Linked DNA regions of Mus musculus: regions 1, 2, 3, 4, 5 and 6 are each linked to region 7. Evidence: chromatin contacts called from public Micro-C and promoter capture Hi-C data. All regions are on one chromosome and are shown on one strand. Each heading gives the region's core, a stretch centred on a gene start, on an enhancer-like site or on the middle of the called end of the contact. The rest is flanking DNA. Distances are from core to core; before and after follow the strand shown. Region 1 overlaps Nmnat2 (nicotinamide nucleotide adenylyltransferase 2). Region 2 overlaps Nmnat2 (nicotinamide nucleotide adenylyltransferase 2). Region 3 overlaps Nmnat2 (nicotinamide nucleotide adenylyltransferase 2). Region 4 holds the start of Rnasel (ribonuclease L (2', 5'-oligoisoadenylate synthetase-dependent)). Region 5 overlaps Nmnat2 (nicotinamide nucleotide adenylyltransferase 2). Region 6 overlaps Nmnat2 (nicotinamide nucleotide adenylyltransferase 2). Region 7 holds the start of Shcbp1l (Shc SH2-domain binding protein 1-like).

Region 1 (2,849 bases), core at 247-2,746, 420 kb before region 7:
TGCCATCTGGTAGAGGAACAGACAGAGAAGGCAGAAGAAGAATGCTCCATACTCTTGGTCCTCTTAAAGACTCTAAAAACGTTCGGGAATGGACAGATATAGGAACCTGAAGTGATGGGTAGGGGTCAGGTGGGGCCTAGGGATGTGGAGTGGCAAAGCTACCACTCCAAATCCCTTCTCCCCCTCCCTCCAAGCCCCCAACAGGGAACTGCTGGAGGGGGGGGGGGCGGGTGTTTGATTGTTGTTTTTTGTTTTCTGTCTCTCAGACCTGCTCTTCCATCTGAACTTGGGTCAAAGTGTGGCAGGATGTATTTACTTTGTATCTTTGCTTGATGTATTTACTTTGTATCTTGGTCACATCTATTGCTTTGTATCTTAGTTCCAGACTTTCCTTTTTCCCCACTGTCCTTCAGAAAAACATCCTGTGCAGGGTTCCCAGAGTGTTCTAGTGACTTTAGCATCTTCTCGGAGCTACCTAAGCACCTGGTCCTGTGTTTGATACTCTGTCTCTACGCCTCACCAACACTCTACTTTCCATTCATGTCATGATGTAAATGTAAGTTTTCAGAGGAAAGCTGTTGTGCCTGTTTTGTTGTTGTTGATTTATTTGTTTGTTTTTTGAAAGGTCTCTTTGAGCCTTGAACTTGCTACAATCTGAGGTTGACCTTGACTTTATTTATTTATTTTTATTTTTTTGGTTTTTCAAGACAGGGCTTCTCTGTATAGCTCTGCCTGTCCTGGAACTCACTCTGCAGGCCAGGCTGGCCTCAAACTCAAAAATTCACCTACCTCTGCCTCCCAAGTGCTGGGATTAAAGGCATGCGCCACCACTCCCAGGTGACCTTGAATTTATAATACTCCTTTCTTCCTCTCTTTTTAATTTTTGCCCAAGGTCAACATTTTAAAAGACAAATTAAAACAATATAAAAATATATAAAAAAAATATAAATTTGCGCTATGAATACTAACAGCAGACATCACCCTATTAGTGAAAAGTTGCTTGGGTTTTAAGAGACTCGTCCTTAGGTGTATCTGATTTGATCCAGAAACCTCCATCTTCTACTTATATAAACAGCGTCTGCAGTCTGACAAAATTACTTCATCTTCCAGAAGTAAATACCTCTCACCTCCTTGCTAGTTAACTCAGCTCATTTATATACCACGGACACAGTCAAAAGCAGTCATGTAGAAACTAAATTTTTTCTAGTTGATCTTATATCTGACATGATGGTGGGATCACTAGAGATCTGTAATCTATTGGGAGCCAGATGTAGGTCCAAGGTGAAACAAAACCATCTGAGGTTCAGACCTGCATGGTAGTGACTACATTTTCATGCTCTGAGATATAACAGGTGAAAAGGTCAGCTCAGGAACTTTGGGAAGGTCATGAAACCCTTGCCTCTCCGGAAGGGAGAGGCTAATTAACATTCCTCAGACCACAGGGAGGGAACCGACCTGCGGGTGGGGACACATTCCGCAGGACTGAACGTTGCGCACCTTCTGACAAGGGAAGTCCTTGTCACCTCATTTGCTAAAGACCAGTTTAAAGGGTGTACTGTGCTGCCAATCATATTGTGCCTAGTTGCTGATGCCCTGTTCTGCCCCTGGAAACCATATAAAAACTCACCGACAGAGTGCTGGGGGTTGCCGCCTGTCCTTTGAGTCTGGGAAGGACCCCAGTGCACCGGAACAATAAATTCCTCTTGCTTTTTGCATCGATCCTGCCTCTACATTGTCACTCAGAGAGTCCCCAGTAAGCTAAGGCTCCCTGGAGTCTTACACAGGTACATGCTAGCCTGCACACCCAGATGGGTGATACAAAGTACTGTGGGTTGTTCCCACACTGGCAGTACACCAGAAGTGGCTCACGACTCTGGATCTTTCTAATTCAGGTGGGACAGTATAGCTTTGAGGCTACAATGAAGTCTCTATTTGGACAGAACTAGGTTAAAATATTTGGCTTTGCCACTACTAAGGGAGTATTGTAAGACAAAATAAAATACTCTTTGTGGCTCATTGAGGAAAAAAATCTGGAGCAGTGGAGACCAGGGGGTCAGAAGTTCAACATTATCCTCATCTACAGAACACGTTGATAAATATAATTTTACAATCTGGCTGGATGTGGTGGCCCACGCCTGTAACCCCAGGGGATAGGGTAGGGAGATCAAGAGTTTTAAGGCCAACAGAAACTGCACAGTGAAATGCTAATTAAATTAAAATTTTTAATTATATACATATACCCATCTATAAAATGCAGAGATGGCCTACTTGTCACATTATTTTGAGGATTTAGGAAACTGAGTACTTTTCAAGTTAGAGGATCAGAAGCTGATTAATCTACCACAGATGATGGTATTGGTTCTTAATCTTTGTGGGTATCAAATCAATCCAGAAGATCAGCTAGAGCTCAGATGATGGCCCAAGCTTCCTTTCTGATGCAATGGATCTGAAACGGAGCCTCATATGCATTCCTGGGTCTCCATTGATACTGAGGCGGCTGAGCCAAACCAGTGACCAGTGACTAGGCAGTGATAGGCTTTAGGGATGGGGGATAAAGGGCTCTGGCAGAGCTAGATAGGCTCTAACTCATAGGGGCAAAATCTCAGCAGTCTCTGAGGAAACAGCTTCTAAGGAATTATGGGAAGGTGTGAGGAGGAGGAAAAGAGAGGCGTGACTTGGAGATTGGTGACCATGACACCACAACAGTATGGTCGAGACTGGGCAAGTGGGACTGTGACTCATCAGGGTACGGCTGAATGGACTGTGCAGGAGTCCATTCCATGGGCCAGGATGGAGCTGAGGCTGTGTGCTGTGCCCAGTGAGGAGACTTCTGAGCAGAACAGTGATGT
Region 2 (2,987 bases), core at 369-2,868, 350 kb before region 7:
TAAAAGTTAGATTTGCACTCCGATGCTGGTCTCCGGAGTCCATGGGAGTCTCCGGAGTCTCTGTGTCTCAGGCTCCACTTTATCCCCATTTCCTAGTCCCGGTTCTGATAACTATAGACTTAAGGCAGTGAGACACTCTGTGCTGCTTCATGATAAATGTGTGTCCCATACTTATCAAAACCTATAGAATTCTATAGCACAAGATGAATCTTAACGACCAAGCACAACAGCTAATCAAGGGGAGCAAACGCACTGTTCAAGCGCAAGGTCGTCATCGGGGAACCTGTGTGGGGAGAAGGAAAAGGAGCCGAGCTAAGTTTATTGAATTATAGGCAAAATATTTCCATTTACTCCGAAAAAAATCTAAAATGGTATTAAAAGTAGTGAATTCGTTTTCACAAAAAGCCTTTACATTGAAGGGCTGAAAGAAACAACGGTGGTGGGGATAATTTTTAAACACACAGAGAGCCGCCGAGGTCATGAAAACCTGATTGTAAACTCTACAACCAGTCTTGCTGCCCAGCTGTTTTTTCACTCCGGGATTTTCCCACCACCAAGTTCCCACCTCAGGGTGCCAACATGTCTCAGTTGGTGTTTGCCTCAGGCTGGGGGTCGGGACTTTAATCCTTGGCGCTCACTTACAAAGGCAGGGGCGGTCTGTTACGCTCGCAAAGGTCCCAGCACCCAAATGGCAGCTATGCTTCGTGGGGCAGAGGCAGAAGGATGAGGGTAGGGGTTCACTGGCGGGGCTAGTTTGGACAGTCGATGACCTCCAGGTTCAGGAGAGATCTTGTACTGTGTGCTTCCAGAGACACCTGCATTCACTCCCCAACATCTGTATGTGGCTCACGAGCACTCCAGCCCCAAGGGATCTGATGGCCTCGTCTTGACTTTCTCAGACATCTGCACACACATGGGCGTATATACCTGTGCATGTGCACGCACACAGACATGTATGCACTCATGCGTGTGTGAATGTGCATGCACACGATTGTAAAGTAAATAGTTTTGTAAAAGTAAGGCAGAAAGCAATTGAGGAAATCAATTTCGGCCTCCACAAGAATACATACACACATGCAGGAAAATAAAATAATTGAAAATAAACAACCCGCTCGAGTTTGTTCAATGGACTCCCTTGGGAATAAAACAGGACTAGACTTTTAAAGCTCTTCTGATTCATTGGTTTTTCTCATGAGGGTGAACCTGGCCTTGCCTGGTCAATTTGGAAGCTTTTGTTTGGCTTTTTTCTCAAGCAACGGTAATGCTGCTGGCTGCCAGGCTGACTGTTAATTCACCGTGATTATGTACAAGGCCCTTGCAATTTGTTTTCCTGTTTCTCCCTTGCGGTAATTAGGGGTGGCAATCAGCACATCTTTCATATTCTAAGGAGGCTTACCTTTTCTGTTCGGGGACAGCTTCTCACTGGAATTTCTACAAGAGACAACAGGAGCAAATTCCAACCCGAAGCTTGAACACCTCTTAATGAGGTGACTGTCTTAAACCCCTGCAGCTATGTAGTTCTTCCAATACAGACTCCTTGCCACCGCCACCGGGTTAAGCTCCTTGAGTTCTAAATCCTTTTATTTCTGGGGCTAAGGTCCACCTCCCTAACCTTTGAGTCGCCAGTATTTGCTTTGAAGTTGGCACCTCCTATTTAAATAGCAAGCACCAAACCTTAGCGGGCTCAGTGCCGAACAGACTGATTTCAGTTATCACCTCTAAGCCGCGTCTTTCCCCTCTTGTAATTTTCGGTTTTTTCTCTTAATTAGAGAGAGCCAGGGATTATCTGCACAAGACTGGAAGATTTATTGTGATTGGCGGGATTGTCTCTCCGGTCCATGACTCCTACGGAAAACAGGTGGGCTCCTTCCTCTGCCTTCTCTTCTTCCTCACCAGATAGCTCCCCTGGATGAAACCACCCTACTGTCCTCTCTGAGGAAATTCCTGGTAATGCTATTTAGCAACATTGGTTTTCCTCCCAGGACCACTGTTCGACCTGGGTATCTGGCTACAGCCGGAGGGCCAACTGCCCACCACAGCCAGCCAGCTGCTCTCACAAAGAGGAGTAAGCCTGCTCCCCGCAACTGTGCTGGGCTCCAGATTGGCAGCAGTTTAGGGGCTAAGCTGCATTGGACGAATACTTCCCAAGATTTTTATTTTGGAAAAAATGCCTCTCACGTGGGAACTCTTCCAGTCATTCCTGTTTCTCCCATGGTTACTGTATTCACCAAACCAGGCTAACTGAGCTTACCCTAGGTCAAACCTATGCAGAGTAGCTGAGTGGGCATTGACTGGTTTGGACTCTGTTGCAATAGGATATACCATGTATTCTTCACACACACACACACACACACACACACACACACACGCACGCACGCACGCACGCACACACACTCATATATGCACATACACACATGCATGCATGTGCGTGCGTGCACACACACACATAAGCACACACATGTACACACACAGCATCACCCAGTGTCTGTGTATGTGGCAGAGGGACAAGTCAGGGGTCACATTCCTTCTTTGCTCTCACCATCAGACATAGCCCCGCACTTCGTAACGGGGTGGTTTGGGCTGGTGTCTCTGGGCACCTTGGAAGACTAAGGATATCTCCTACCCATGACTTTGTTGCTTCCCAGGGCCTTGTGTCAAGTCGGCACCGTCTCATCATGTGTCAGCTGGCTGTCCAGAATTCCGACTGGATCAGGTAGGGCTGGGATGATGGTGACAGAGGCAGGTGACCCTGGCTTCACTGGGATGGAAAAGAAATTTGGGACCCACAAGGGTGAGGAAGTAGGAGAGATATTAGCCCTGTACTGGCCCTAGTTAGGTGGATCTTCACTGGTGGCCCAACTGATAATTTTGTTTATTTTTGAACCAAACAATCAGGCTCACAAAATTAAAGAGTTAGCTTAGGGAGTTTCTGTCTTTGACTCCTGGTGTGGCTCTTAGAGTTTCCCAAAACATCACTGGGGAAGGAG
Region 3 (2,700 bases), core at 51-2,550, 440 kb before region 7:
AATACAATTGTTGTGACTGTTTGAGAAAGCTTAAGTCTGTGGGCAAGCCCTCTAGTGTAAGTACTGCTGGTCTAAGTCAAGGGCAGGCATTTGATTTTGAAGCTTAATTGTTTGGGGCCTACACGTTTGAGACTGTTGGGTCTTCTAGTCGACTCCTTGACCATTACATTGGTGTCTCTCCTTATTCCTGATTACATCCCTTGGATTGAAGTTGACTTTGTCTAAAATTAGCATAACTACTTCAGCTCTCTTTTCATTAGTGTTCCCCTGTTTATCCTTTGCCATCTGTTTACTGTTAACCTAGCTATGTCTTACATTCAGAGTAGGGGCTCTGGGCTGGTGAGGTGACTCAACGTACGTCTGACAACCTGAGTTCAGTCCCCACATGGGAGGAAAGAACCAACTCCAAAGATTCTCTTCTGACCTCCTCCACATGTGCACAGTAGTATTTACAGCCCTGCACACACAGTGATGACGATGAAGATGATGGCAGTAAAAAAAATTTAAAAATAAAAGAGGTTCTTGAAGATTGCATAGAACTGGATTCTTTTAAAAAATCTAACCTGACAATACTAGTTTTAGTGTGTGTGTGTGTGTGTGTGTGTGTGTGTGTGTGTGTGTGTGTGTTGGGGGGGGGGGTGTTGGGGACAGGGACAAGGTCTCTTGTCGTACATGTTCCTTCAAACTCTCTGTGTAGTTGAGGCTGACTTTGAACTCCCTATCTTTCTGCTACCACCTGAATGTTGGGGTTAAAGACACCCACCACGACAGCCAGCTTGAGAAATTTTTATGGTTTTATCTTTATCTTCTTTACTGAATGATTCTAGGGCCTATAATACTTATTTTAAGTAATTTGAGTTTTCTTCATACAATACCCCTTGGAATGGAACATAAGAACTTTATGATTGTGTATTCTCACCCATCTTTCCCACCCCCTATGGGGTCGTTATGGCGTAGTTCACTTTTACATACGCTATGAACGTACAATATATCGTTATCCTCTCTGCATTAAACTGCCATGTTTTAAAATAATTAAAACGAAGAAAAAACTTTATTTTTCCTTATTCCTTTCTCCATTCACATTTTTGTGTTTTATTTCTTTTATATGAAGACCTTCCCTTACTATTTCCTGTGGTGTAGATCTGTTGATAGTATGTGTCCGAGTCACTGTGCTACTGTCCCGAATAGACACTGTGACCACAGCAACTCTTATAAAAGGAAGCATTTAGCTGGGGCTGGCTTACAGTTTCAGAGGTTTGGTCCGTTATCTTCCTGGCAGGATGTAGGCAGGCATGGTGCTGGAGGGTAGCTAAGTGTTCTTCATTCAGACAGATCTGAAGGCAGCAGGAAGACAGAGACATTGGGCCTGGCTTGGTCGTTTGAATCCTCAAAATCCCCCAGTGACACATTTCCTCCAAACAAGGCCATAGCTCCTAGTTCTTCTCAAATAGTGCTACTCCCTAGTGACCAAGCATTCAAATCTATGTGCCTATGGGGGCCATGCTCATTCAAGTCATCTCCGCCGTGAGTAACCTGGTTTTGCTTGTCAGAGGAAGTCTATTTCTCTCCCACTTTGATAGCTACTGCTTCTGGATTTAAAACTCTGGATTAAACAATATTTCCTTCCTTCCTTCTTCCCTCCATTCCTTCCTTCCCTTCTCCTACTTTCCATCCATCCATACCTTCCCCATCTTTCCTTCCTTCCTTCCTTCCTTCCTTCCTTCCTTCCTTCCTTCCTTCCTTCTTCCCTCCCTCTGTCCCTCCCCCTCTCTCTTCCTTCCTTATTTTCCCCCTTCTTTTCTTCTTTCTCTTCTTTCCTTTAAGAACAGCACTCTAAGCGTGAGCACAGTGGTACATTCTTGCAGCTACTTGAGAGTCTGAATGAAGAGACTCTCTCGAGGACACAAGTACACAGACAGCCTGGGTAACACAGGACGACTGTGTCACCAAAGTCCCGAGTTCAATCCCCAGGATGCCAAAACCAAAATGAACGCAAAGCAGAACATGTCACAGGAAGGTATCCCATCATTGTCTTGCTTACTGACGGTTGGCCTGTGGGAATTCTTTTATCACTGTTCCTATGTAGTTGTGTTGCCCTTCCTGACAACTATTTCCTTCCTTAGAGAAGACAGGTGGATTTCTGTCAGGAGCTGTTCTAGCCAGAGCGACATGAACCTTCTCCCCTAGAAGCCACTGATACCACACCTGAAGGAAAAGCCTGCAGAAAGTAGCCTCAGGACGGGGTGTTGACAGCTCACTGGGTGGGGTTGACTCCTTTCATGAAAGTTGAGGCTTCTAAACAGGTCTCATGCCTGGAGAGACTGCCACTCTGTTTCTGGAGTCTGTGTGTGTGTGTGTGTGTGTGTGTGTGTGTGTGTGTGTGTGTGTGCGCGCACGCGCGCGCGCGCTCGCGCTAGGAATGGGGTGAGTGCTGCTGTAGCTCCCATAGATTGTATTTCTTGGCAAATGTTTTTACTCTCTTTAACACACACACACACACACACACACAAAACATCTGCAAGTTCAAGTTCTACACAGAGGAATAGCTTTTAATAGTATTTCATTAATTTAATAACAAATCTCCCTAATAATGTTATCCAGATTGAACAGGCCCTGACTGCCATAACCCCACACCCAGCTCTCCACTGATTCTTTCCTAAGGTTTACCAGAAAAAAAATAGTTTGGGGTTTGGGGAAAGT
Region 4 (2,700 bases), core at 28-2,527, 320 kb after region 7:
TAATTCCTGTAATTCCTGTAAGAATCCTATAACATTAAAGACATAGAAGCCAGAGCGTTTATGTGAATCACTCCAATAAATGTAAAGAGATACCAGTCAGCTGGAGCTGCATAGCAGCCAGCCCAGACCACTCACACATTGCAGATAGGAGAAGGTCAACCTTCTACTGGTACAACGTTACAGCACTGGCTTCTACCCAAGTTCCCAGAAGGGTTTGGTAAGCTAAGTGCGAGTCTGGATGTGAGCCGGAAGTCTGATGTTCTTTTTGGTCAAAGGAAGGATCGAGGATACCACAGTGGGAAGTGGTTCAGGAGGAAGAGGGAAAATGCCCTTACATTTGCGTTGGCCGTTTGTTTCCTCTCCGTGTATCCAGTCCAGGTTTCCCACTCACTCCTGTGCCTGCTGTCTACCCTTGGTAAATTATTCCTTCAAAGTTTAAATCCCACCCAGAAGAGATCTTTGGTTCAAGATGGTCCAAGGGAAGTCATGGTTCCTGTCTTAGACTCTCCTGTCATACAGATCTGTCCTCCTCCATGCAGATCTGTCCCAGCATTTGTCCCTCCCCAAAGCAGACAGCTGGTACCAGGTGCCCCTCCCCCCATGCTCACGTGATGTGACAGCTAAAGAATTACTGTGTTTTCTTCACAAGGGGGACTTATACTTCCTGCCCTGGCCTTGATCCAGAGTTGAGTTTTCTGGTGGAATCTGATGGATGCCTTCCTCTGTTAATTACTGGGTCTCTCATCCTTTATGTGTTTATAGTTTAGGATTTTATTATAGGCACATTTTGTATTATAAGTGGCCTCAAATCATTTTTAGAATTGGGCTTTGGAAATCATAAAAAATAAATAAAAAGTAACAAACCAGCGCGCCAGCCTTACCTCTTACAAATCGGTTAGATCTTCAACGACTCCGGGGTCTGCTCTGGGTTGTTTAAAGCTCTTCTCTAGGGAGAAGGTTCCAGGATGCGGGAAATGAAACTTAGCTTTTCAAAACGACCCATTCGGACTAGCTGGTTCTTGTAAGCGGAACCTATTCTCCAACATATCAACTGTGGCTCAACTCTAAATATGAGGGAACACACATACGGGTGAGCAAGACGGCCCTGGCAGCTCCGCTCAGCGGCGGTATGAATTACTTCCCCCAGACACAAACAACCCCATGGAAATCGGCAACAATTAGAGTAGCCATCCCATGACCTTGGGGGAACAAGACACAAACAAGGGAACTGAATGAAGACCAAAAGTAGCTGAACGTCGCCCTCTGCTGGCTAATCTGAGTGATTTCTGCTTTCTGTGGCAAAGCTCCTCTTTGTTCTGTCTGGTTCCTAGAAAACAACAGTGAAAGTGTCCTTCGCGGAATTTCTCTTGCTTCCGAACAGCATCCAGTTGCGCACGAGTCTTTGTTTCCTCGCACCCCAGATCATTCCTGCCACCCCAAGCCTGTCAGGATCACGTATGTAAGCAAGGCTCAGAGGTTTCTGGGCGGAGTTCTTATTTGTTTATGACAGGCAAGCTTCCTGAACACAAGCTAGCTGCTCTGGGTGGGGCGGAGAGCCAGTGTTCTCTAGGAGTCTTTGTCACTTCGTCTGCTCAGGACAAACTAATGTCACCTGCTCTGGGCTGGCACTGGGTGCCTAATTCTAACAGTCTAGGTTAAAGGTAACAGTGTAGGCACTCCAATTAGTAACCCTTCGATGACTCATACGTGACTTGTGGCTCAGGTGGCCGTCAAAAACAGAACAGCTTTAGAGTGCCAGCTCAGAGCTGTGGTGGTCGGACAGCTGGTTAGTTTTTCTCAACTAGATACAAACTGGAAGTCACCTGGAAGAGGGAACCTTAACTGGGGAATTGTCCCCACTAGCTGGGCCTGTTAGCATGTTCCTGGGGGGCATTTTCTTGATTAATAATCAATGTGGGTGGTGTCACCTCTGAGCAGGTGGTCCTCAGTTATAGAAGGAAAACAAGCTGAACAGGCCACGGGGAAAGTCAGTAAACCCCATCCTCCCATAACTCATAAAGGAAACACTTTACTGACTGCCTGCGTCTCAGGGACTCCCATCCCAGTACTCTAACGGCCCCTCCACATCTGCTTAACTCTTCCCTGTGGGGTTTTCATCATAAGATACAGCACAAGATGCAGTTGTTTGGTTCCCCATCTGGCTTCAATGATAACGAAGGCAGGAGCGTCCTTCTCTGTGATGTAGCCCAGTTTCCAAAGCACAGCAAGCTACTTACCCGCTTTGTTCCCTGGATTCTCTAGCTGTAAAGTGGGGGTGAAAAGCAGTAGCTATCACAAGATTTGCATCCCTGGGTTGGTATTTGTGAAGTGCTCAGAACAGTTCCTGAAGTACACTCAAGAGCTATACAAATGTTTTCTGTCCTTAGCATAACTGCTGCCACACCACCACCACCACCACCACCATAATCCTTGTTACTATTATCTGTTCAGGTAGCAAAATAGCACACAGGAAGACAGACCAGAAACGGCGGGATATATCGAGGCACCCACGAAGCCCATAGGAATAGGGACTGCCAGGGACTACTTCATACCTAGAAATCTTATTATACGCCTTTTCTTTTAAATGTACTTAGAGACTCAGCAGGCAAAGGTGCTTGCCAGACAAGCCCGGTGACCTGAGTTTGAGCCCTGGAAGGGTGTACAGGAAGAAGCAGAGAACTGACACCCAAAGTTGTCTTC
Region 5 (2,700 bases), core at 103-2,602, 320 kb before region 7:
AGCAGGCCTGCCATTACTTAACTCACACCAGATTATCCCAAAACATCTGCAGGAACAGGCAGTTTAAGGATCTCTGTGTGCTTCTACTTCAGTGAATTCTCAGTTTATCCTTCCCTTATCTTCCCTGGCATGCCCATGTTTCCAGTTCTAATTCTTTTTTTTTTTTTTTAAAGATTTATTTATTTATTATATGTAAGTACACTGTAGCTGTCTTCAGACACTCCAGAAGAGGGAGTTAGATCTTGTTACAGATGGTTGTGAGCCACCATATGGTTGCTGGGATTTGAACTCCGGACCTTTGGAAGAGCAGTCGGGTGCTCTTACCCACTGAGCCATCTTACCAGCCCTCCAGTTCTAATTCTATATTTGACTGACTCATGAACTCAGTTGCACACCAGAATCACCTGGGGGGTGGGGGGGTGGGGTGGGGATTGTTGTTGTCTGGGACATTTTAGTTTAATTGATCTTGGGTATGAGTCTATGTTTGGAATTTTTAGTTTCCTAGGTAATTCTTTATTGTTGTTGTTTCAAAATTTAAAGTTGCATTTATTTATTTGTTTGTTTTGACTTCTTTGTTTTCTGTGTGTGTGTGTGTGTGTGTGTGTGTGTGTGTGTGTGTGTGTGCGTGCGTGCGTGCGTGCGTGAACATGCATGCATGCCACAGTTCATGTGTGGAGGTCAGAGGACAACTTATAGCCATTGGTCCTCTTCGACCACGTGGGTCCAGGGAATTGGACTCAGATTTCCAGGTTTGGTGGCAAGTGTCTTTGCCCACAGAGCCATCTCAATGTCCCACCTCATCAGGCAACTCTAGTGTGTAGGCAAGTGTGAGAATCGGTTACTGAACAGTGAACCCAGTGCAGGGTCTAACAACTGACAAGAGGAGCTGTAGCTCTCTGCAGATTCCTGCCTTGCCTCTCCTGAGCATTCCAGGCCCATAGGACAGAAGCCTTGATGCAAACTTAATGTGAACCCCACCTACATAAACCATGCTGTATGCTGCTCCATATCCAGATGGCATGACTAGGTGGAGGCTCTGATACTGTATGCTTAGCTTGTAGTCTCCCCTACCCCCACCCCCACACACTCCCACCCCAGGGTGCTCAAGGCTGACCTTTTATTTTAGCAATGTCAGAGTTCTAACGATGTTTTTGTTTTGTTTTGATTTGTTTTTTTTTTGTTGTTTTTGTTTTTGTTTTTGTTTTTGGAGACAGGGTTTTTCTGTGTAACAGCCCTGGCTGTCCTGGAGCTCGGTTTGTAGACTAGACTGACCTTGAACTCACAGAGATCTGTCTACATCTGCCTCCCAAAGGGCTAGGACCAAAGATAGGCATGTGTTACCACGCCCAGCCCTAGCTGCAATTTTATGTTAAGCAGTTGTTAAGCCACAGGGAAAGCAGAGTAAAGGTGGGTAGAAACACCCAAGGATATGTCACACACACACACACACACACACACACACACACACACACACACGCTCACACACACGCTCACACACAGGCACATGCACACACACACTCACACGCAGAGGTACACATACACACACATGCACACACTCACATGCACACACACAGAATTAAGCTAACAATGGCATTCTGACAGTGTGCACCTTTCTGGTAGAGAAGAATGGACCACAGATCTTCATCATTTCTGCTTCTGTGAAACCAGCTTTAAGAATTATGGGGGGGGGGGGGATTCTGAGTCCTTTCCCCCTAAAGCAGGTCTTGCTCAATGATTGAACTGCTTACAAGCAACGTCCTTCCTCCTCCTGTGAGATCCAGAACTGGCAGGATCTAACCCTGCTACCAGATGCTGTAAATTCCTAGCTCCTGGAACTGAACATCAGCACATTTCTAGAAGGCCATTTGGTAATACGTTTCAAGAGCTTGAAATACTTCCACATCCTTTTGTCCAATTATGTTACTTCTTATCCCGAGGAAATAATTAGAGATGTGATAAAAGGTTTATGTAGAAAGATAGTCATCAAAGTGTTATGTACAAAAATTAGGTTGCAAAAAACGCAGATGTAACTATAAAGGTTCCATACTATCTGACTAGGAGGAGCTACAGAAAAGGCTAGACCCCACGCTTGCACATGATTTTTCATTTATCTGTTTAGTGTGGGAGAACATGGCACAGAGGTCAGGCTGCAGGAGCTGGTTCCCCCTCTGCCATGTGGGTTCCAGGCACCGAATTCAGGCCATCAAACCAAAAGGCCTTGTACCTGCTAAGCCGTGTGGCTAGCTCCCAGGTCATCTTCATGATGTGGCAGAATGCTCGCAATATGAAATATGAATAAATGAAATAATGCAAGTTGGGGCTGGAGAGATGACTCAGTAGTTAAGAGTGTGCGTGGCTTTTTACAGAGGACCTGAGTGTGATTCTTAGCACTCTTATCCGGCTGCTCACAACTGTCTGTAAGTCCAGCTCCAGGGGCATAGCTTCTGACCCTCATAGACACTTGCGTTCAAGTATGTGCATATGTGCACACACACAGAGGCAGAGAGACACACACACACATAGCGTGGGGGAGACAGAGAGAGATACACACATACACACACACAAAGCAAGGGAGACACATACAGAGAGACAGAGAGAAACACAAACACATACACAGAGTTTAAAAACAAAATAAATCTTATCTAAAACAAGAAGAGAATGCAGGTAATTACTATTTAAGCAATTGATTTTTAATTCTTT
Region 6 (2,700 bases), core at 96-2,595, 380 kb before region 7:
GGCCCAAGTGTTCACATACATGAGTCTATTCAAACCACCACTGGGAGACCTTAGGCCTTGGATAATAGTCTCAGCAGAGTCATCTACATGACAGGCTCTGTAATGGAGCTGCTAAGGGCTGTTCTTTTTGTTTGTTTGTTTGTTTTTGTTTTTTGAGACTGGGTTTCTCTGTGTAGCCCTGGCTGTCCTGGAACTCACTTTGTAGACCAGGCTGGCCTCGAACTCAGAAATCCGCCTGCCTCTGCCTCCCAAGTGCTGGGATTAGAGGCATGCGCCACCACTGCCCGGCTTGGACTAAGTCTTATAAGCAACTTTTTGTGCTTTGTTGTGAGACAGGGTCTCTCTGCACAGCTCTGACTTGCCCACTGAATGCTGGGATTATGGGTGTATCCCACCAACTTGGCTCTAAGTGTTTAATACCCTTAAACAGAGAGAAAGAGCCAGAGAGACAGAGAAAGAAAGAGAAAGAGAGAGAGAAAGCCATCCCCAGTTAAAGGTTCTCCTTTATAGGAGTTGCAGTGGTCATGGTGTCTCTTCACAGCAAGAAATCCCTAAGTAAGACATTCTCTCACGCAGAGAGAGAGACAGAGACAGACAGAGACAGAGAGACAGACAGACAGACAGAGAGGGTGTGTTAAAATTAGCACTGTTTCTTAGGAGAATTGCTGATGGTATCATTGCTGCTGTTCTTATTTGTGGAGTGTTAGAGATAAAAATCATTTTAGCAAGAAGTATGTTATTGAAAAAGAAATCATGAACCCCACAGGTGGAAATGAACTTCAGAGAAGCCAGAACCCCAAACCTAGAAAGCACTGGGGAGCCACTAGAGTATCTGCCCTCTCTTCTTTCCTCTTGCTCTGTATCTAATTCACTGTTCTTTCTGCAGAATTGTTTCCTCTGCATGAACAGCTCAGAAATGGTCCACAGTAGCCCCTCAGGCCTCCACAAGAGCTGTCTGCACGTTTCCCTTCTCTTGTATGCTGTCTTCTCATCCAGATATCCAAGGCAGGATTTCTATCGACTACTATTCTAGTCCCTTCAGCTAAGGGTGGGGAAGGAAAGGGTCAGAGTTCACAAACTGGGTGTCAATTTCCTATCACTGTGGGTCCCCAAGCCAGTACAGAAAAACACTGTAGACCAAGACGATGTTTCTCAAGATCTCTTCCACAGGATGAAAAGACTTTAAGCCACACGGCAGTAGCACTGCATTGGGAGGCTAGCAGACAGGACAGAGAGAAGCAAGTGTCCTGGACTAGAGCCAGGAGAGTCACCAGCTCCTGACACTGTGCACAAAAGAGCAGGTCAACAATACTGGTGCTGACTCAGCCTGAGGCTCTGCAGGGATTCGCTCTGCTTTCCACTCCCCTTCAAAGGATCTAGAGAACAAAGGCCTATTGTCCAAGGGCATTGCCCAAGGGGGCAGAGATGGTGAATTCCACCAGAGGGCACTCCTCAGAAAGACTTGGTTCACCTTTCTGGGAGCGCCCAGGATTCTCTCTTGAGAATGCTCTTTGAGCATTCAGGGTTAGCTGATCTCAGCTTCAGAGTAGAACATTGGGACCTCTGAAGTGAGAAAGAGTAGAGCAGGGTGACAGGGAGTGAGGTCATGACCTGTGACCTCTAGATGACCTATCTACATTGTGCTCTCAGGGCTCTGTGTGGTGTGAAATACCAGGTGATGCTCTTCTCCAAGAACACCCTCCTCTTTCCTGCTCTCTTCATTCTGGCTGGAGTGTTGGCTGTAGCCACTCCATGACTGCCAGGGAGCTTCAGGGACAGCTGATATGATGAGCTCCAACATTTAGTAAGGGTTTTTGCAGGAAAGCTGCTTGCAGAGTTACAGAGGATGTCAGGGAGAATGTGTGGCATTGACAGCCAGCACCTCTAAAATGGGGGAGCCAGGAAGAGGAGGGACAGGACAAGCGAGGAGCTGCCTGGGACACACAGAAAAGACCAGCATCCAAAGACTCTAAATCTCCAGGCACTGCTCCCGAGAGAGCTGCCTGAGCCACTAAGAAATGTCTTTATGACAATGAAAAGTGACCTGGTGTGTGGGTGTGCAGAGAACTCCATGCGGTCGGACAAACATTTCCCACTCTCCTCAGCCTCCCCATCCTGTTACTTGGTCCGTGGCAAATGAATGATCTGAAAACTACTGGTCCCAGCAAGGTCCAAAGTTATTTGAAGTTTCAAAGCATCATTGGACCAAAAACAGCACAAAGTGCTGCAGTAAGGAAGCTGTTGCTGGGAGAAGAAGGGATGCATGCCAACATGGCCCATGGGCTTGTTGGCTCAGTAGTGCTAAGTCAACACATTCCATAATGTGTCATGTTAACTGAAAGAAGTCTCCTTCCTGATTCTGTCTCCACTTTTCCATTAAAAAAAGCTCAGTACATGTTGGGGAAATGGTGTGGTGCCTGCCACCCCCTCTCCCTCCATCCTGTGAGGGTGGAGACTGGTCCCACTCTCCCGGCACCCTGCTTGACACTGATTATCCAGTTGCTCTACATCAGAGCTACATCCTCTCTCCTCCCTCCAATAAATGGATTCTCATCTTGGCTGTGATGATTTTGTTTCTCGATCTATTCTTCTCACAGCCCAGGGGCTTTTCTTAAGATGTAAGTAGCTGGGGAGAGGTGGTGCATACCTTTAATCCTAGCACTTGGGAGACAGAGGCAGGCAGATTTCTGAGTTTGAGTC
Region 7 (2,729 bases), core at 74-2,573:
AATAACAAGAGTAAGCAGAGGGTGGCAGTGGGTGCCTATCACCATAGTGCCTGGGAGGCAGATGAAGGGCCCTGCAAGCTTGAGGCTCAGTCTACACAACACACCAGGCAAGCATGGACTGCACACACACACACACACACACACACACACGCGAGGTAATGAATTAAAAGAAGAGAAAACCAGCCCTGTAATAGATTTTATTCGAATGGGTGGTCTTGGGTGGTTATAATGGCACCATTTTAAAGAAGGTCACAGACTCCAGACAAATACAGTGAAGTGTGAATACAGAATAATTGAAGTCCTAATTGTTTTCTGCACTACAGTAACACGATACAAACGGGAATGTCTCCTTCAAAATAAACTCACAACTTCACACAGTGTCCTTCCAAGTGAGCGAGAGGGAAGGCAGGTGTTTTCCCAAGTCACCTCAGCTCGGGGGCTGTGCGCCCAGCACAGAGTCCAGATAGAGTAAACAGACGGTATTCCAACGGGCTCAATACACAAGCAGTCTCACATACCGGGAACTGGAGTCCTGATGCTCATCAAAGGCCGTGAGCAACATTTAGGAAAATGCGCTTACTCACCGTCGCCACCGCTGAAATACGTGTTGATAAGGGTTGCAGTACTGTAAACACCCATCAGGGAGAATTCTGAGCAGCTCCACAGACTAATTTGACCCATTGACTTAATCACATCTTCACACACACACACACACACACACACACACACACACACACACACACACACACACACACACACACACAGAGCAATTTGTTTATGATATGAAGGGACGCCTAAACTGAGATCCGCGTGGAAAGGTGATCCCGGGTGCCTACATCTATCCGCAGTTTTCTCTGGTAATAACCAGCTGGTCCCAGTCACAAATGCTTCCTAGAATAAAAGTATGTTTCCTTTGGCTGGGGGGAGGGGGTCTGATTCAATCGGTAGAGTGCTTGTCTAGCAGGTAATGAACCGCCCCATTGAGTGGGGCGGGCCTGTGAACCCAGCACTTGAGAGGGAGAGGCAGGAGAATCAGAAATTCAAGGTCATCCTTGGCTACCTAGGGACTTCGTAGCTTGCCTGGCCCTGAAATGTTTCAGGACTTAAGGGTGGATGGGTGGGGACCAACGAGCTCCTAGGTTCTGCCATTAGGCGATTCCAAGGATCAATGGGCGGGGTCAGAGGCAGGACCCCGCCCCTATCCCCGCCTCTGCGCAGCGTGCTCCCACCGCCCCCGCACCTGCCTTCATTTCCCGCCCACGCATGTGCTCGCCCGCGGAGCGCGCACAGGCTGCGTGGTCCCACGAGGGGAAGGCGGCCAACGGCTGCGGCGCGAACATGGAGTCGGATGCCACGACCTCAGAGCCCAAGGCCTCGGTCGGGAGTGACAGCTCGCCAGCGGAGCAGACTGTCTTAGCCACCCTCCGGGACTCGGTGGCCGCGCCCACCAGGGGCTTCATGTCCCCCGTGCGCTCGGTAGTGGCCTCCCCGCGCCCCGTGAAGGGCAAGGCGGCACGGCGACGGCTCCAGCTCCCACCGGTCACCCAAGCCGAAACATGTGACGAGGAGCCCGTGCCCGCGGTGCCTGAGGACCAGGAGGAAGCGCAGCCCCTGCCACCGATCTACGCATCCCCCATGAGGGGCATGTGGCGCAGCGAGAAGGTGGCTCTGTACTGCGACCAGGTGCTACAGGGCTCGAAGGTGCGAAGCTGCAGAGGGGCCAGCTCCGGGAGGTTTGGGTCTTTCCCACAGCAGGGAAAGCAAATCTGTCCCTTCAAAACAGTCTTTTGGGGGAAAAAATCAGTCTTTTGGAGTCAAGGGGTACAGAATGCCACCTTGGCCACCTTAGTCGTTGCCCAGACCCTCAGCTCCTGCCCTAGAGGACTTGACTAACCCGTTATACAAAATTGTCAGCTAAAATGACACCTCCTAAAAGATGAGGCCGTGAAGCGCTCGTCACAGTCTGGGCATACATCTTACTGTCCACTCAAATACACAGAGCTCGGTGTCCACACACCCTAGTGTCCACACGTCTCGTTGTTAACACACCCTAGTTTTTAATACATCTTCATATTAGGCCCAAACATAAAGCTAATATTACGTTGGAATTGTGAAAATGGCAGCTAGAGAGACAGCTCCTTGGTTAAGAACATTTGCTGTTCTAGTAGAGGGGTCAATTTTCCTGTCCCAGAACCCACAAGGTGACTCCCATCCATCCGACACTCCTGTTTCAAGGGATCCCAGATCCTCTCCTGAGCCTTCCCAGGCATCAGGTGCAAGGGTGGTGTGAATACACGGATGCACATAAAAACAGGCGTAAGATGTCCCCAGAATGGTTCCCAGTCAGCAAGTCACGATGTAGACAGGTGTTTTGCATGGAAAGAGCCTGATAACACCAAACAGGGTGGCACACGCCTTTAATCCCAGCACTCGAGAGGCAGAGGCAGGCAGATCTCTGAGTTCAAGGCCAGCCTGGTCTACAGAGAGTTCCAGGACAGCCAAGGCTACACAGAGAAACCCTGTCTCAAAAAAAACAAAAAACAAACAACAACAACAACAAAAAAACCCCACCAAACAGAACAAATAGCATACATTTTAATACTGCATTTTATTTAAAGTATAGCAAAAGAATTTGTGTACAAGTATATTCGTTGCAGCGATGGGTATAAAAATTGGCTGAGCATGGTGACTCATGCCTTGTTTGTCTTTTGTAGACCAGGTTGGGCCAG

The links. Promoter capture Hi-C pulls out the DNA fragments that hold promoters and counts their contacts. Hi-C and Micro-C count contacts between places; a contact is called where the count stands out from the background.
Region 1: a promoter capture Hi-C map of stem cell-derived epiblast-like cells shows a contact between it and region 7, with 2.3 times the contacts expected there. The contact joins the enhancer-like site here to the promoter of Shcbp1l in region 7. A contact is called at or near these places in 15 of 39 promoter capture datasets (the 3T3-L1 cell line, 3T3-L1-derived adipocytes, the HPC-7 cell line and 8 more), 1 of 484 Hi-C or Micro-C datasets (embryonic stem cells) and 3 of 115 datasets of contacts at active chromatin or transcription factors (embryonic limb bud and embryonic stem cells).
Region 2: a promoter capture Hi-C map of liver shows a contact between it and region 7, with 2.4 times the contacts expected there. The contact joins the enhancer-like site here to the promoter of Shcbp1l in region 7. A contact is called at or near these places in 9 of 39 promoter capture datasets (the 3T3-L1 cell line, the C10 cell line, the HPC-7 cell line and 5 more), 4 of 115 datasets of contacts at active chromatin or transcription factors (effector CD8 T cells, large pre-B cells, memory CD8 T cells and 1 more) and 1 of 9 other capture datasets (adipose tissue).
Region 3: a contact with region 7 is called in a promoter capture Hi-C map of the HPC-7 cell line, with 2.9 times the contacts expected there. The contact joins the enhancer-like site here to the promoter of Shcbp1l in region 7. A contact is called at or near these places in 8 of 39 promoter capture datasets (the 3T3-L1 cell line, the HPC-7 cell line, cranial neural crest and 2 more), 4 of 115 datasets of contacts at active chromatin or transcription factors (embryonic hindbrain, embryonic stem cells and pancreatic cancer cells) and 1 of 9 other capture datasets (embryonic stem cells).
Region 4: a Micro-C map of embryonic stem cells shows a contact between it and region 7, with 4 times the contacts expected there. The contact joins the promoter of Rnasel here to the promoter of Shcbp1l in region 7. A contact is called at or near these places in 18 of 39 promoter capture datasets (the 3T3-L1 cell line, 3T3-L1-derived adipocytes, the C10 cell line and 9 more), 26 of 484 Hi-C or Micro-C datasets (the 3T3-L1 cell line, 3T3-L1-derived adipocytes, the AML12 cell line and 10 more), 7 of 115 datasets of contacts at active chromatin or transcription factors (bone marrow-derived macrophages, effector CD8 T cells, embryonic forebrain and 3 more) and 3 of 9 other capture datasets (adipose tissue, embryonic stem cells and liver).
Region 5: a contact with region 7 is called in a promoter capture Hi-C map of embryonic stem cells, with 5 times the contacts expected there. The contact joins the enhancer-like site here to the promoter of Shcbp1l in region 7. A contact is called at or near these places in 17 of 39 promoter capture datasets (the C10 cell line, the HPC-7 cell line, HPC-7-derived erythroid cells and 8 more), 1 of 15 datasets of contacts at CTCF or cohesin (large pre-B cells), 6 of 115 datasets of contacts at active chromatin or transcription factors (the 230-238 cell line, embryonic forebrain, embryonic stem cells and 1 more) and 2 of 9 other capture datasets (embryonic stem cells and pancreatic islet).
Region 6: a promoter capture Hi-C map of embryonic stem cells shows a contact between it and region 7, with 4 times the contacts expected there. The contact joins the enhancer-like site here to the promoter of Shcbp1l in region 7. A contact is called at or near these places in 14 of 39 promoter capture datasets (the 3T3-L1 cell line, the HPC-7 cell line, the SN4741 cell line and 6 more), 1 of 15 datasets of contacts at CTCF or cohesin (the NIH/3T3 cell line), 1 of 484 Hi-C or Micro-C datasets (embryonic stem cells), 7 of 115 datasets of contacts at active chromatin or transcription factors (embryonic stem cells, fibro-adipogenic progenitors, memory CD8 T cells and 1 more) and 1 of 9 other capture datasets (embryonic stem cells).

The regions. Positions count from the first base shown.
Region 1 is chr1:153,008,040-153,010,888 of GRCm38.p6, forward strand. All of the region lies in intron 1 of Nmnat2 (nicotinamide nucleotide adenylyltransferase 2), which reads left to right. Among named protein-coding and RNA genes, the nearest start is that of Nmnat2, 54 kb to the left of the region's middle. Within about 2 kb of position 1,497, at least 51 of the 459 cell types and tissues checked have an H3K27ac peak or open chromatin away from gene starts, as enhancers often do. A contact at or near this core is called in the SN4741 cell line, embryonic stem cells and stem cell-derived epiblast-like cells, where this site is marked.
Region 2 is chr1:153,072,028-153,075,014 of GRCm38.p6, forward strand. Nmnat2 (nicotinamide nucleotide adenylyltransferase 2) reads left to right here. Exons shown (of 11, transcript NM_175460.3): 2 at 1,770-1,858; 3 at 2,646-2,713. Among named protein-coding and RNA genes, the nearest start is that of Lamc2, 110 kb to the right of the region's middle. Within about 2 kb of position 1,619, at least 10 of the 459 cell types and tissues checked have an H3K27ac peak or open chromatin away from gene starts, as enhancers often do. A contact at or near this core is called in liver, where this site is marked.
Region 3 is chr1:152,987,326-152,990,025 of GRCm38.p6, forward strand. All of the region lies in intron 1 of Nmnat2 (nicotinamide nucleotide adenylyltransferase 2), which reads left to right. Among named protein-coding and RNA genes, the nearest start is that of Nmnat2, 34 kb to the left of the region's middle. Within about 2 kb of position 1,301, at least 7 of the 459 cell types and tissues checked have an H3K27ac peak or open chromatin away from gene starts, as enhancers often do. A contact at or near this core is called in the HPC-7 cell line, where this site is marked.
Region 4 is chr1:153,748,149-153,750,848 of GRCm38.p6, forward strand. Rnasel (ribonuclease L (2', 5'-oligoisoadenylate synthetase-dependent)) reads left to right here and starts at 1,278. Exons shown (of 9, transcript NM_011882.2): 1 at 1,278-1,459.
Region 5 is chr1:153,108,224-153,110,923 of GRCm38.p6, forward strand. All of the region lies in intron 8 of Nmnat2 (nicotinamide nucleotide adenylyltransferase 2), which reads left to right. Among named protein-coding and RNA genes, the nearest start is that of Lamc2, 77 kb to the right of the region's middle. Within about 2 kb of position 1,353, at least 30 of the 459 cell types and tissues checked have an H3K27ac peak or open chromatin away from gene starts, as enhancers often do. A contact at or near this core is called in embryonic stem cells and pre-B cells, where this site is marked.
Region 6 is chr1:153,038,921-153,041,620 of GRCm38.p6, forward strand. All of the region lies in intron 1 of Nmnat2 (nicotinamide nucleotide adenylyltransferase 2), which reads left to right. Among named protein-coding and RNA genes, the nearest start is that of Nmnat2, 85 kb to the left of the region's middle. Within about 2 kb of position 1,346, at least 107 of the 459 cell types and tissues checked have an H3K27ac peak or open chromatin away from gene starts, as enhancers often do. A contact at or near this core is called in the NIH/3T3 cell line, the SN4741 cell line, embryonic stem cells and 3 more, where this site is marked.
Region 7 is chr1:153,423,886-153,426,614 of GRCm38.p6, forward strand. Shcbp1l (Shc SH2-domain binding protein 1-like) reads left to right here and starts at 1,324. Exons shown (of 10, transcript NM_001033162.2): 1 at 1,324-1,701. The coding sequence starts at 1,339.